2 separate regions of the Oryctolagus cuniculus genome follow, and region 2 is linked to region 1. Evidence: chromatin contacts called from public Micro-C data. All regions are on one chromosome and are shown on one strand. Each heading gives the region's core, a stretch centred on a gene start, on an enhancer-like site or on the middle of the called end of the contact. The rest is flanking DNA. Distances are from core to core; before and after follow the strand shown. Region 1 holds the start of PABPC1 (poly(A) binding protein cytoplasmic 1). Region 2 holds the start of YWHAZ (tyrosine 3-monooxygenase/tryptophan 5-monooxygenase activation protein zeta).

The links. Hi-C and Micro-C count contacts between places; a contact is called where the count stands out from the background.
Region 2: a Micro-C map of ear pinna shows a contact between it and region 1, with 4 times the contacts expected there. The contact joins the promoter of YWHAZ here to the promoter of PABPC1 in region 1. A contact is called at or near these places in 2 of 6 Hi-C or Micro-C datasets (ear pinna and an unstated tissue).

Annotation. Positions count from the first base shown.
Region 1 is chr6:126,164,228-126,171,505 of mOryCun1.1, reverse strand. PABPC1 (poly(A) binding protein cytoplasmic 1) reads left to right here and starts at 2,890. Exons shown (of 15, transcript XM_008255797.4): 1 at 2,890-3,586; 2 at 6,416-6,609; 3 at 6,811-6,926. The coding sequence starts at 3,394. LOC138849952 (a long non-coding RNA gene) reads right to left here and starts at 2,497. Exons shown (of 2, transcript XR_011389268.1): 1 at 2,361-2,497; 2 at 1,790-1,925.
Region 2 is chr6:126,359,986-126,367,383 of mOryCun1.1, reverse strand. It overlaps YWHAZ (tyrosine 3-monooxygenase/tryptophan 5-monooxygenase activation protein zeta), which reads left to right and starts at 4,019. Exons shown (of 6, transcript XM_002710718.5): 1 at 4,019-4,159; 2 at 6,933-7,237. The coding sequence starts at 6,944.

The sequences.
Region 1 (7,278 bases), core at 1,641-4,140:
CATGTTGCACTTTTTTTTTTTTTTTTAATTTATTGGGGGCCAGCGCTTTGTCACAGCAGGTTAAAGCCCTGGCCTGAGGTGCCGGCATCCCATATGGGTGCTGGTTCTAGTCTCGGCTGCTCCTCTTCCGATCCAGCTCTCTGCCATGACCTGGGAATCAGTAGAAGATGGTCCAAGTCCTTGGGCCCCTGAACCCACGTGGGAGACCTGGAAGAAGATCCTGGCTCCTGGCTTCGGATCAGCACAGTTCTGGCCGTTGCGGCCATCTGGGGAGTGAACCAGCAGATGGAAGACCTCTCTCTGTCTCTACCTCTCGCTGTAACTCTTTCAAATAAATAAAATAAATATTTGGAAAGGCAGTGTTACAGAGGTGTGTGTGTGTGTGTGTGTGTGTGTGAGTCTTCCATCCGTTGGTTCATTCCCTAACTAGCTGCAAACGGCTGGCCAGATCCGAAGACAGGTACCAGGAGCTTCTTCCGGGTCTCCCACATGGGTACAGGGGACCAAGGACTTGGGCCATCTTCTACTGCTTTCCCAAGCGATAGCACACAGGTGGATCGGAAGTGGAGCAGCTGGGACTCAAACTGGAACCCATATGGGATGCCGGGGCTGCAGGCAGTGGCTTTACCTGCTATGCCACAGCGCCGGCTCAGCACTGATTTCAATGCTTGTATTTATTACGTACCAGGGAGCTCATCATAAGCCGCTTGAGAACAGGAATTGGTTTTTGTGTCATCTATTCTCCTTACCCACACAGTACTTACCATTTTGTAGGAATTCAGTGAACACAGGTAATAGTGGGTTGATTTTAAAAAAGTTTTAATATGAGGCCTTCAAAAAGTTCATGGAAAATACCTCTAATGTAAAAAAATACATGGGTTTAAACTTTTTTGCACCAAAATACATTTTTCAAAGATTTTATTTACTTTATTTGAAAAGCAGAGTTACAGAGAGGCAGAGATAGAGGTACTCCATCCACTGGTTCACTCCCCCAATGGCCACATTGTCCAGGCTTGGGCCAGGCCAAAGCCAGGAGCCAGGAGCTTCTTCCGGGTCTCTCACTTGGGTGCAGGGGCCCAAGCACTTGGGCCATCCTCTACTGCTTTCCCAGGCCATAGCAGAGAGCTGGGTTGAAAGTGGAGCAGCCAGAACTTGAACCAGCGCCCACATGGGATGCCAGCACTGCAGGCAGCAGCTTTACTTGCTACGCCACAGCATCAGCCCCTAAATTTACTCTTTATTTCTGTTTTTCCACAGAACTTTTCAAAGTACCCTCTTAGATTTGTCATTTGGTAATACAAGTATCTTCCCAAAGCAGAGTCCTAAGTTTTGCTCTTTTAATAAAAGCACACAAGGCAACACGCTTTTCATAAAATATTACCTTCCTCCTACCGAGACTGGGGAAACAGCATCGTGAGTGATTCTTTTGGTTTAAATTCTGAAATTAAATGCGATCAGCTATAAAATACTGGCATGCAGATATACACAGGGCACACCTGGCAACACAGTTGGCATGTATCAACACTTATTGAATTAAAGAACGAATTGGGCAATCATTCAACCTGAGGCTGTTCCCTTACCAGTAAAATAAAGTTATTACTTCTCCACCTCCCACCCAAGATTACTGTCAGGAACACACCATAGAACAGTTGTGGAAATGCTTAAATGCTCATTACCACCTGACGGCAGATTCTGTATATTGACCTGTCACTCCTATGAGCTGGCATTTTTAAGGCTACCAAGTGAATTTAGTGTTTAATTAAAGCTCACAACTAACGTAGGAAATTACTTTAAACATTTATAATTGGGGCGGTGTAGGCCATTCCTAATTTTGTCTGGTTGCAGGGCTGCGGTGCCATACACGAAACGGCTGCGACCAACTCCCACTCTCAGGAGAAACTCGTTTTTCTCCGGTGTGCGACCAGCTAAGCAAATACACAAACAGCACGAATCAGTGACCCCAACCTAGCACCTCAAGGCAACGCGTGGTCAGATCCCCCCCAGCCACAGCGACCCCGGCGACACGGAGGAGGGAGAGCGAGGCTCGGACCCCAGCACGCCGCCCCTCCCCCTCCCCCTCCCCCCGCAGCCCCGGAGCGGCGACGCGGGCCCCTCGCCCCGGACGGTTGGGGTCCCCGAGCGGTGGCCAGCACCCGCGGCCAGTTGGGCAGGGCGAGCGCCGCGGCCGTTGAGGACTGCAGCTCCCGGCAGGCACCGCTTCCGCGGCCGACGCGCGTGGCGGCGCTGCCCGCTGGGAGTCGTAGTGCGGTCCGGGTAGGAGAAAAGGGGGAAGCTGCCACCACCGGCTCCTCCCGTGCACGTTTCGGACACTGGGCCTGGAGGGGCCCTCGCCGGCCTACCCGTACCCGGCGTCCCCTCGGAGCGTAGGGAGCGCGGAGCGGGGGCCGGCGCGGCGGGAAAAAGGCCCCCGGAGGCCGCGCACGTGCGGGGTGGTTAGCGCTGAGGAACCCGGAAGCGCCGCGCACCGCCCACCGCGGCGGTGACGGGTTAACGCTCCTGCGGGTGGAGGTGGGGGAGGGCTGTGCGCCACGAGGGGCCGCCCCAGCCGACTCCGCCGAGCAGCGCCCGCCGGCCGGCCCTCCCTTCCCCCCCTCCCGCGGGCCCTACGCCGCGAGGCCCCGCCCCCGGCAGCGGCGCGTGCGCAGAGGCCCCGCCCCTCCGCCCAGCCCCACCCCCACACCCGCGGCCGCCACCTCTCTCCCATCCTCTCCGCTCTTTCCTCCTCCTGCTCTCTCTTCCCTCCTCCCCCTCGCCGCCTTGACTCCGCCTCCTCCGGCGCTGACGCTCGCGTAGGGCTCTGGCGTCAGACGCGCGGGGCGGGGCGGGTGCGGCGGGGGGTATAAGTAGAGGGTGCAGGAGGCGGTGCTTCCCCTTCTCCCCGGCGGTTAGTGCTGAGAGTGCGGAGTGTGTGCTCCGGGCTCGGAACACACATTTATTATTAAAAAAATCCAAAAAAAATCTAAAAAAACCTTTAAAAACCCAAAAAAAAATTTACAAAAAATCCGCGTCTCCCCCGCCGGAGACTTTTATTTTTTTTTTCTTCCTCTTTTATAAAATAACCCGGTGAAGCAGCCGAGACCGACCCGCCCGCCCGCCCGCAGCAGCTCCCAGAAGGAACCGAGAGACCGAGGCCTTCCCCGCTGCCCGGACCCGACACCGCCACCCTCGCTCCCAACCGGCAGCCCGCAGCCAGCGGCAGCGGATCGACCCGGTTCTGCGGCCGTTGAGTAGTTGTCGATTCCGGTTGAATTTTGTCCCTCTGCGCTTGCCCCCGCTCCCATCCCCCCGGCGCCGGCCCCCCGGCCCCAGCACTCGCCCTCCTCCTCTCACGGAAAGGTCGCGGCCTGTGGCCCTGCGGGCAGCCGTGCCGAGATGAACCCCAGCGCCCCCAGCTACCCCATGGCCTCGCTCTACGTGGGGGACCTGCACCCCGACGTGACCGAGGCGATGCTCTACGAGAAGTTCAGCCCGGCCGGGCCCATCCTCTCCATCCGGGTCTGCAGGGACATGATCACCCGCCGTTCCTTGGGCTACGCGTATGTGAACTTCCAGCAGCCGGCGGACGGTGAGCGCCGGGCCCGGCGGGCGGGCGGGCGGGCGGGCGGCCATGAGGCCCGGGCGGCGGCGGCGGCGGCGGCGGCGGCGGGCGGGCTAGGCCGGGGCGGGGGTGGGAGGGCTTGTCACCCACCCTGCGGGGGCCCGGCGGGGCGACACCCCTGGCCCGCCCGCCCGGGGACCCGCGCGGCCGGCCGCCCCACGCCCCCCGCGTGCCGGGCCACTTCCTCCTTTGCGACCATTTTCTCGGCCTCGGCGGCTCTGAAACTTTGGGGGTGATGACGCGCCGGGGAGGGCGGCTGAGATGTCCGGTCCCTGCCCGGCGCTCCCGCCGCCCAGCCGCAGCAGCGTTCGCCGCCGAGTTCTCGGGGCGTGGGTGGGAGGCGCTCGCTCCTGCCCGGCGTCCCCGGCCCGGGGAGGAAGTGCAGTTTGGTGCTCGAAAAACACCACGTGTTGAACCCTGTAACCCCGCAGGCCGAGGCCTGTGCCTGCTCCCGGCCCAGTCGCCTGGGGGAGCCACCGGGCCTTAGGATGAAGTTGAACGTGGGGAGGAGTGGCGGGGGTCCTGAGCCCCGCGGGTGTGCCGTTCACTGCTGCGTGGCTGGCGGCCGCGGAGACGCACATGGCCCGGGAGGCTTTCCCCGGGGTGCGGCAGCGTGGTGGGAGGGGGCCGCGCTGCAGACCCCTCCCCGGCGGTCTGGGCCCCTCGCGGCCGACTCGACCCCCCCTACCTCAAGACTGCTCCGCGATGTTGGTGGTACTTGTTAGGGGGCCCGGCCTCGACCCCTGAGGTGGTCGGAGTTTGTCTTTTATTTCTAGCAGTGGCTCAGACTGTCTAGGAGTCTTGGGGGAGAAGTGAGTATTGAGCGCAGACTAATCGAGGTGATGGGCGGGCGGGAAATGCCGCCAGCCTGGTCTTTTTATATTTGTGTTCAAAACCAAAATTTGGAAATCAGGGAAAAAAAAAATCTGAGGCTTGATGGGCTTCCGTGTCTGGCCCGGTGGACTTGCAGAACCAGCTCCTCGTGATATGGCCCGATTTTCTTTCCCCTTCTGAGCTGCTTGGAGCCGTGTCAAGTGTTGGAAGATGGGAAGAATTCCTTTTTATTCTAGCGGAAAGGGTCTTCGAGGGTGGACTTTGCGCCTTGATTTCATTAAGGTCCCCGGCGGGACGGGGTCAGCGGCCAGTGCTCCCCTGGTGAAGTGGGTAGTTGTGATTGGGGCGAGCAGGAGGTGACAGAGCCCGACGCTGGGAAGCTGCAGTGCAGGCTCCCTGCCCTTTGGCTCTCCAGCCAGAGTTGCGAATGTCACTTCCTGACAGCCCTCACTCTGGGCACGCGTGTACCTGGAGGAGATCAGAGAGCGGAACTCTGCAGAAGCCGTGAATGTGTGCTAGAGACAGAAAATGGCAGCTTGGACGTGGCGGTAGCTCTACGGTCAATGTTTTTAAATCCCCAAGAACAATTGTTTGAATTTTTTGGGACTTGAAAAGTTGGACTTCGGTTACCGTGGTTACGGTATACTGTGTGATCAGTCCCTCCAAGTTGACTAGTAATAGTGCGGTGACTGCTCAAGAGAAGGTCGCATTTTTCTGTCTTCTATTTTTTGGTTTACCATCTTTTCCAAATAGATTTTGGAGTGTGTGTGTGTGTGTGTTTTCCCCTCTGCATTGATGGACTTGTAGAATAGCTTCTGCAAGTGACCAGTATTCAGTTAATGAAAAGAGGCTCAGCAAAGTCAGCTAAAAAAAAAAAAAACCACTAGGGGAGCTGAGTGGGTGTGGTCAACTGATAATGAGCTGACAGCTGTGTATCAGTATATTCTAGAAACTGGAGCGTTCATTTATACAAAGAAGTGCCTGGAAAATTTGTCCTGTCGATAACTTTACATTTACTTTGGAGTGGAATTTGTGTGTTTCAGGATTTCAATCTGACCGTTTCTCCCTACTTAGGACTTACTTTTTGTACTTGAGGATAGAATTTTCCATTTAGGATCTCAACTTTAAAAAATGTTTCTTTAACGGTATAGGTACACATAACTTAGTCCTTTAGAAACTGATTTTAACTGTAAGATAGGTATTTGAAATTTTCTGGCACTTTCCAGATGTAACTAGAGTAAATTGATCATCAATTGTGAAGAAAACTAAAATGATAAAATTGAGGTAAAATTAATTGTGCGTCAAGAAAGCATTAAAAGTGAGTTGTAAGTATTTCAGAGCTGATAGTCAGAAATTCTGTAATGACACAGCTAAGCATGTCCAACTTCGCATCCGTTTGTGAAGGCATTTTCAAACCTTCCTTTGGCTTTGCCTTGTTTTTTCCATGGGAATAGGAAGTTGTGCCATGAGTCACTGAAAGGTCCCCCATAATTTAGGAGGTTTTATTTTTTAAGACTGTTGAATAGTTTTTGTATGATACTGGCAATGATAAGCAATGAAGTGACCGATCCTGGCAGATAGGAAAAATGTGAAATGCTCAAGTCTGGAAACTGCTTTGAGCCTGTCAATAATGTGCAGTAGCCTAATGTCTTTTATATTGCTCATTAAACAGGCTGCGGATGAGGAACCTGGGTTTTAGGTTTACTAGATACAAATGGCAATTAAGGGGAGAGATTGTCTCAGAAACACGTTAATTAGCAACGTGCCGCCTCTGAGTCTGTGGGAAACTTGGGGTTTCTGGTATTTGTCTTTTGGCAATACACGGTGCGCGACACTCTGCATGGTCAGGGGACGAGTCCAGCTGTGGGAGCGCGCGCCCAGCCACCACCCCAGTGCCACAGCTGGTGTGGCCCCCAGTGGCCGCTGAGTGTGGAGTAACCTCTGCTCGTGTCCTCTCTGCAGCGGAGCGTGCTTTGGACACCATGAATTTTGATGTGATCAAGGGAAAGCCAGTACGCATCATGTGGTCTCAGCGTGATCCATCCCTTCGCAAAAGTGGAGTAGGCAACATATTCATTAAAAATTTGGACAAATCCATTGATAATAAAGCACTGTATGATACATTTTCTGCTTTTGGTAACATCCTTTCTTGTAAGGTAAGCAAACATGAGACAAGTAAACACATTCAGAGTGTTTACCGACTTTTAGTTTAGTCCTTAAAATAGTCATTGCAGTCTGTTAATGACGGGTGTCTTTACTTCCTAAATACTTAAGTTAAATGGCTGACAGATGATCTCTGAACACTGGAAAAATATTGATAGCAAGTAATGAAAAGGGGGTGTATACTTTTTCCCTAGGTGGTTTGTGATGAAAATGGTTCCAAGGGCTATGGATTTGTACATTTTGAGACGCAGGAGGCTGCTGAAAGAGCTATTGAAAAAATGAATGGGATGCTTCTAAATGATCGCAAAGTGTAAGTATAAAGAGTCATTTTTGTAGATCCTGTTTCTATTCTAAATCCACTCTTTAAAAAATACTGTGCTTTTAATAGGTAGAAGTAGAGTGGAAATAAACCGCATCTTGGTAAGAGGTTTCATAATTATCTTTTTCCTCAGCACAACATACAGATAACGTTGAATTTAATGCAACTGGTCAGCATTCAGAACCAAAAGAAACAAGATAAGTTAATGGGGACATAAAACTTTTTTCAAAATAAGTGCATTTGAAAACCAAGAATTCGTTCACACTTAACATGAATACTTCCTGAGCTATGATTAGGTTGGTCCATGTCACAGTCGGGAACTGAAGCTAAAGTATTAGTTTTT
Region 2 (7,398 bases), core at 2,770-5,269, 190 kb before region 1:
TATGGGGACCTCTCCTCTTCATTTGATGGTCACACCCTCCTCTATGACCTTGAACTCCTCTTCCTTCAGCTGCCAGATCAGGAATCCAATAGACCCACAAGTGGAGCCCATGGCTTTGGCCACATTCCATTCGCTAACAGTCACATGGCCACACCTGCCTGCTAGGGAACTTCATAATGGCATCCAGTTGTCACAGTGACTGGGGAAAAATCAGCTAGGTGACTGGTGAGCCTGCCTTTGCTACTAAACTCTGGGTTATTGCAACAGTAGATAATCATGTTCCACAACACCGTTGCAGACTTCTTACTTTTTCATCTAATTCTTGCAATAATCCGATGGCACTGGGAGTTAATATGTACAATTTAGTCACCTAAGGTCACAGACTTCTGGACAAGACAAGATGGAGCCCGGCGCTGACTGCACAGCCCTCTGCTCTGGGTGATGCATTTTTCCAGCTAAGACACTGAGAGGTGGGATGTCAGCCTGGCCGGATTGTGATTTTACGGAAAATGATCACAGAACTGTCACATCATCCAGGGTCCATCTTTGGAAATGCTTTTCCAGTCAGAGCAGTGAACTTTAAGGTAATGGACTTCCACGTGTTTCCACTTTAAGGTACAACATAGCTCCGAGACACCGTTCTCCTGCACAGAATGGAGCAAGTTTCATTGCTGCTGCCTGTGTACAACAGACTGATACCAATGTGCTACTCCAGAGCGGACTCCAGACCTCACACTTCAGAAGGGATTTTTCTTTCTTTTTTTTTTTTAAGAAAAATTTATTTACTTGAAAGGCAGTTACAAAGAAAGAGACAAAGATATCATCCATCTGCTAGTTTGATGCCCAAATGGCCACAACAGCCAAGGCTGGGCCAAGCTGAAGTCAGGAGCCAGGAACTTCATCTAGGTTTCCCAAGGGGGTGGCAGGGGCCATCTTTTGCTGCTTTCCCACACACATTAGCAGGAAGGATTGAAGACGAGCAACTGGGACTTGAACTGGCGCTTCAACATGGGATGCTGGTTTTGCAGCATCACAATGCTGGCCGCCTAGAATGGAGTCTGTCTTTACAACACCTTTGGACAGTCGAGACACCCATCAAATTACACATGAGTAATAATAGTTAAGTTACTATGTGGAAGGATGGTGTCAAGAAGTATATATGAGTATATACACGCATAAAAATGCATATATATATATATATATATGTATTCATTTAAACCTTGGTGCCACCTAATGAGCTGAGTGTTTTTCATTACCAGGATTTTATTGATGGGGATACCAAGAGACTTTAATCAACTTCTTTGTGGTAAGTGCTGAACAGAGAAGAAAATACAAGTCAGGCTACCAGTGAAATTTCTCCAGTAACGTTCCCAGAATTTGAGTTCATAGGTTCTATTTATTCTGCTTTGCTTTTCTCATAGCCTATTCCTTTTTCCCCAAAATACTTTTCTCATGGGGTTTTCATGACAATCCCTCTTCCTGCTTCTGGGTAGCCTGGTCACACCTTTATAGTGTGAACATGTTAATCTGAGTATGTAAAATCCAAATCCAGCCTATTTCACTAAAACACACACACACACACACGAAACTTTGTTAACTTAGTTGTTTCCTAAAGTAAATCTACAACTTACTTATGCAGAGATATCCCATAATTTCCTCTAAATACAAAACATTGTACACACACATGTATCTGTGACATTAACACCAATGTCCATTTTTAGAAAGACTTCTCGGGCCAGTGCTGTGGCATAGTAGGTTAAGCTTCAACCTGTAGCACCATTATCCCATATGGGCACAGGTTCAAGTCCCAGCTGTTCCGCTTCTGATTCATCTCTCTGCTAATGGCCTGGGAAAGCAGTAGAAGACGGCCCAAGTCCTTGGGAGACCCAGAAGAAGCTTCTGGCTCCTGGCTTCCAATATGCCCAGCTCTGGTTGTTGTGGCTATTTGGGGAGTGAATCAGCCGATGGAAGACCTATGTCTCTCCCTCTCTCTGTAACTCTGCATCTTAAATAAATAATCTTAAAAAAAGTTTCTCGTGGTATCTTCTGTCAAATTTCAAGTACCTAATACAAAACTGGAAGCAACCTTTTTAAAAAACAGCTTTTGAAAATGCTAGTCATTTTAAGTGAGTTGCTCCCTGAAAGAATTTACTTGGGAGTCAAGGCATGTTCATTTTATTATTTCAAAGAAAAACCTCAATTTTTCCATCCATTCAGCCTACTATGAATCTGTACTGATGCGCAAACCCGGGAAAAATAAGGAGACTCGCATGCGGTCAGCTGTCAGTGTGTTTCGGCTGACTTCCGTATCTGCTGCAGGTCTTTATTACAGGGCTCTACCCATCACATTTTGGAATCAGACATTTTGTCACAGAACCCTCTTGCTGGTCTATTCTATCTAAATGCCAGCTGTTGCTTCTGGCAAAAAGCAACCCAGACTTGAAAGGCCCTGCGGGCCAGACATCATATCCATCAGGTAGAAAAAGACAAGTCCTGGAAGGATGAGGCATCGCCTTGTGCCTACTACCGAGAAATTGAGGCCCAACTCCTCAGGGTCGCGAGTCTCCTGTGTTTGGGGCGGGAGCCCAGTAGCTGCTAAATAAAGGTATTGGGCCAAGGGGCTGTGCACCCAAGGAGGGCACCGCAAGAGTCCCTGACAACCACCAGCCTTCCACGGCTGCTGCGTGGTTTTGCAGGTCACCCGAGCACTGGGCAGTCCTCAGCACTAACACGCGTGCACGGTGCAGGGTGCTGGGCGGGCATCTTCCGCTGTGACTGCAGCTCTCCGCACTTCCTTCCGCCGGCTGGGTGGAGCCGGGCCGCGAGACACCTGCAATTTCCGCTCCTCTGCCCCCTCTCCCTGCCGCCGGGCTGGGTCAGCCGGGGCCCTGGGCACTAGGACTTTGCTCAGATCTAGCCTTCGGAGACAAAATGGCTATGACCTTTATGTTCTATAGCCAAGTCTGATTTGGTAGGGGGGAAAAAAAACCCAAACTACCCAACGGGAAAGGCAGCCGTTTCGTGTGCTGGCGTCCACCTAAGCAGCCGGCCTCTCCCGCTCGGGAGCGAGGCTTTCTGAGAGTGACCGCGTCTCCGCCAGGCCGTGCCTGTCGCCCCCGCCTCGGCGCCCACCCATTGTCCTCTCGCCGCTGTCACCGGGCGAGGATCCCAAGCTCCCGATTGGAAAAGCTGCCCGTCACTCAGCCACACTTAGGGGCTGGTCGCTCCGTCCTCTTTTCCGAACCTTAAAAGGTCTAAGGCCTCTTCCCCCGCGCCGACAGGTAAAGCGGCGGCCGTGGCCGCGGCAGGCAGGCGCCGCGCACCCAGGTCCGCCCCGCCCTGGGCAGCCGCGGGCGCACGGCCGGGCGGGGTCCTGCGGGGAGCGCGCCGCACGCGGCCCCGCCCTCGCCCTGCCCCTTCCCCCAAAAGCCGCTCACAATGCCCGGCCGCCCCAGCCGGCCCCGTAATCCAGCCCTCGGACCGCCCTACGGCAGTCACCACCGCGAAGCACGGACCCCGGACCCCGGGGCGGGCCAGGCCTCAGGGCGGGGGCGGGGGGGGTGGGGGCGCGAGCGAAAGGTCCCGGATGTTGCTGAAGCGGAGCCCCTTCTGAAGAGGGAGTGATTGGCGCAGGCGCAGGCCAGGTCGAACGCTGAAGTGGGGGTGGGGACACATTTTCTTCCCGTAGGATTAGCGGAAGGGAGAGCCGGAGGATAGGGGCGGGGGGGGGGGGCGCGGCGTCCGAGAGGAAGACGAGGAAGCGGGGTGGCGGTGGGGAGGGAAGTACAGCAGCTTCCTGCCCAGGCGCACTCGGGGAACGAGTAGACAAGGTGGAAGCCGAGCGCCGGTCGCGGGGCGAGGACGCGCGCTCCTTCGCTCGCCCTCTAGCGCGGGCGGGTAGGGCGCGCGCCGGGGAGCGGCGGTTGCGCTAAGGCCCCCGGAGCTGTGGGCACCAATCAACGGTTGCCATAGCAGCGTTTGACGTCATCGTGCGTGTGGTGCCCCTGCTGCCGGGGCTGGTGATTGGAGGAAACCCCGTGTCTGCGGAGCGGCTGTAGCCTGTGAGCAGCGAGATTCAGGGACAGAGTCTCAGCCTCTCCGCCGCCGCCCAGAGCCCGGTGAGCCTCCGTCCGTCTGTCGGCTCCTACTCCGGACACAGGTAAGGGACCCGGCCGCAGCCGCCTCGCCCCCGGCCGGCCCTCGGAAGGCTTGGGAGCCGACCTCGCCTCCGCGGCCCCATCGGCCCGGCCGTCGGGCGGTAGCGGCGCGGAGCTGAGGCGGAGTCTCCTCAGGCAGACACGGGCGGCGGCTTCTCTTCCGCAGGACTCGGGCGGGCGGCTTGCGGCCGCCTCCGGCTACATGTTTCCGGGCCAGTGCCTCGGCCCCGATCGGCGCCCGCTCCCCTCTCTGGATCCCCCGGGTGTGTGGGGGGGGATGGGAAAGGCGCCCCCGACACGAGATCCCCGGGGATCCCCCGGCCGCCGGCTCCCCACGGCTGCCGAGGCGCGGCCGAGGCGCCCCGGCCGCGTTCCGTCCCCACCCTGGCCCGTGCGTCCCCGCTTCCGCCCGGGAGAATGACTTGGCGGCCGCGGCGGGCATTGCAGTGGCGCAGGTGAGGCCGCCCCCTCCCCGATCCGGTTCCCCGGCTCGCCCCCTCCCCCGCTCCCGGGCGCAGCCTCCGCGCCCCGCGGTGCGATCGCCCTCCCCCACCCGGGGCGCGGCGCGGCCGGGAGGGGCCGGGGCCGCGGGGACCGGGCCGCCGCGCTCGGCGCTGCCCCACGTCGGGCAGGGCGAGGCCGCCGAGGGCCAGCCGGCGTGGGGAGGGGCCGGCCCGGGACCGGCGGCGGCGGCGGCGGGAGGAAGGACTTGAATTTTCCCGGTTGGGATGGGGGAGGGGACTGGTTCTTTTCTACTTGTGGTGGGGCGGGGGTGGCGCGGGGGAGCTCCGGGCCCAGGTCGGGTAGGGGAGGTGGGGGAGACGGCGCTCGGCTGCTCTCGCTCTCCGGCCCCCCCCCCCCCCCCCCCGGGCTGGAACCAGGGGCCCTGATCCTGCTTTGCGGGCCCCGAGCGTAACAGCCGGTGGTGGCCTCGCCGGGCTGGGTGTGGCTCTCCGCCCCCTCCCCCACCTGCTGCAGCTGTCGGGTCCTTGGACTCTGGATGGGCATCGGTGGCGGGGAAGACGCGGGGTGGGAGAGCGGGGTGTGTCCGCGGCCGAGCTGGTAGTGGTTCCGCTTCTGCGGGCGGTGCTGGCGTCTCGGTCCCCGGGTCGGGCGCCCCCCTCCACTTGGGCGGGGGCGCGGGCTGCTCCGCCCTCCTGCTCTGGGCGGGGGGTTAACACTCGGCGGTAGGTTGGGCTCCTTGACACAGATCCGCCATGACAAAGAGGGAGAGTCGGCGACTTGTGCGAAGGCACCGGCTTGGGCGGGGCCTAGGAGGAGGGGTGGTTGCGGATTGCGCGCACGGAGGCTTTGCACTTTAAAGTCACGGTCTGCGGGTTTGCGTTGCACCCTCCCCGACGCCTGACGCCGCGGAAGGGTTAAATGGGTGCGGCGAGTCATCTCCATATAGAGGCGAGGCCTTGGAGCACTAGTTACTCCGAGAAACCTAATCCACTTCCCCTTGTCCCGGAGGGGTTGTAGAGGAAAACCTTTGTATTGGTTTTAAGCCATTTTTCTTTAGAAGCAATATTAAGCAGAAAATGTTTGGCGATTTTATGGGAAGGGTTATTTTTGAAGAACCGAGAAGAAATGTTCGATGATAAATGTTAACTATTTTGCACATTGAGATGGCCCTCCTCGCATACGCTCTGGCCAGTTTCCTTTTGAGTTTTTAAGCAGTATGGTGGGGTTTCCCTGGGAAGATAAAGAATGAGATATTGGGAAGTCAGTTCCCCTGGGAGATGACAGTGGCCCTTCCGTCCCCCGTTTTAATCTAATAGTACATTTCATTTCAGGCTCTGTGTGTGCTTTTAAATCCTTTGTTCTGTGGTATCACAGTACGGTGTAGTACCTTTCTCTGCTGTTGAGCACCGTCTGAAAGGCTATCTTATAAGATAAATGCAGTGGAGGTAACCTGAAAAGTACGGGGAACCTTAAATGAGGGAAGGAGAGCTAGGGGAAAGGGCAGCTTGAGTGATAACATCTCATTAAATTGTGAGTACTAGAAGCGGTGCAGTAATTCTATTTTGAAACTGGAACGGGGACATTGGAAACGCAGATGCTTCCAATGTGATGAATTTTACTGCTCTCGGATGGAATTGAAATGAAAGGGACCCTTGGGCCACTTTGTGAAGCATGTATGCACATAAGAAGGTATAAAGGAGGCCTTAGGGTCAGTTAGAGAGTGATCCTTGGTGATGGCTTTATATTCAGAATATTTTAAGAATGAGCAATTTGTGTGTTCCAGAAATTGTCATGCTGTGATCAGCTGGCAAATGTTGCTATATTGGGTGGGAGTGACACCAACTAAATTTAATCATCCCTGATCAGAGTAAGTATTAGGAAAGAAAAAAGACATGGACTGTGGTTCTGGAGATAGGGATGACGGTAGTGGCACTGTTCTTTGTTTGCCTTGTTTTCATGAAGGAGGAGAAGCTGTTCTAATTTTGGGTCTCATGATAGAGATTTTTGGTCAAGTGAGATAAGGGGTAATTTTAAAAGGCAGCCTTTTGACCAAATGTGCAAAACTGGTGTTCCTTGCTGTGAATTTCCCTCTCCATTGTTGTTGTGAGTTTTTTTTTCCCTGTCGTGACCATCCTTTTGTGAGGCTGCATTTGAATTCCTCCAGTGAACAGTCTTTCACAGACACTAGGTTTGAAGTGTTGATATAACTTACTTACCACAGGTAGAATTTTCATTCTCTTTATTTTGATGGGAGAGAAAAATGTCTAAATACTGTTGTTGTTTTTTCTTTTTTTTTTTTTCCTCCTGCAGAACATCCAGTCATGGATAAAAATGAGCTGGTGCAGAAGGCCAAACTGGCTGAGCAGGCCGAGCGGTATGATGACATGGCAGCTTGCATGAAGTCTGTGACCGAGCAAGGAGCTGAGTTATCTAACGAGGAGAGGAATCTTCTCTCGGTAGCCTATAAAAATGTCGTAGGAGCCCGCAGGTCATCTTGGAGGGTCGTCTCAAGTATTGAGCAAAAGACCGAAGGTGCTGAGAAAAAACAGCAGATGGCTCGAGAATACAGAGAGAAAATTGAGACCGAGCTAAGAGATATCTGCAATGATGTACTGGTGAGGACAAAACTTTGTCTTTTTTTTATTATAATGTAGAATTACTGTAATGTGTATCAATGTTACTCACACCTTTCTTTGGTTTTACTTCTCTTTTTAACTAAAATTGAAAACAACTAGATGATTTTGTGTAAAAGATAAAATAGGGGCCTGCGTTGTGG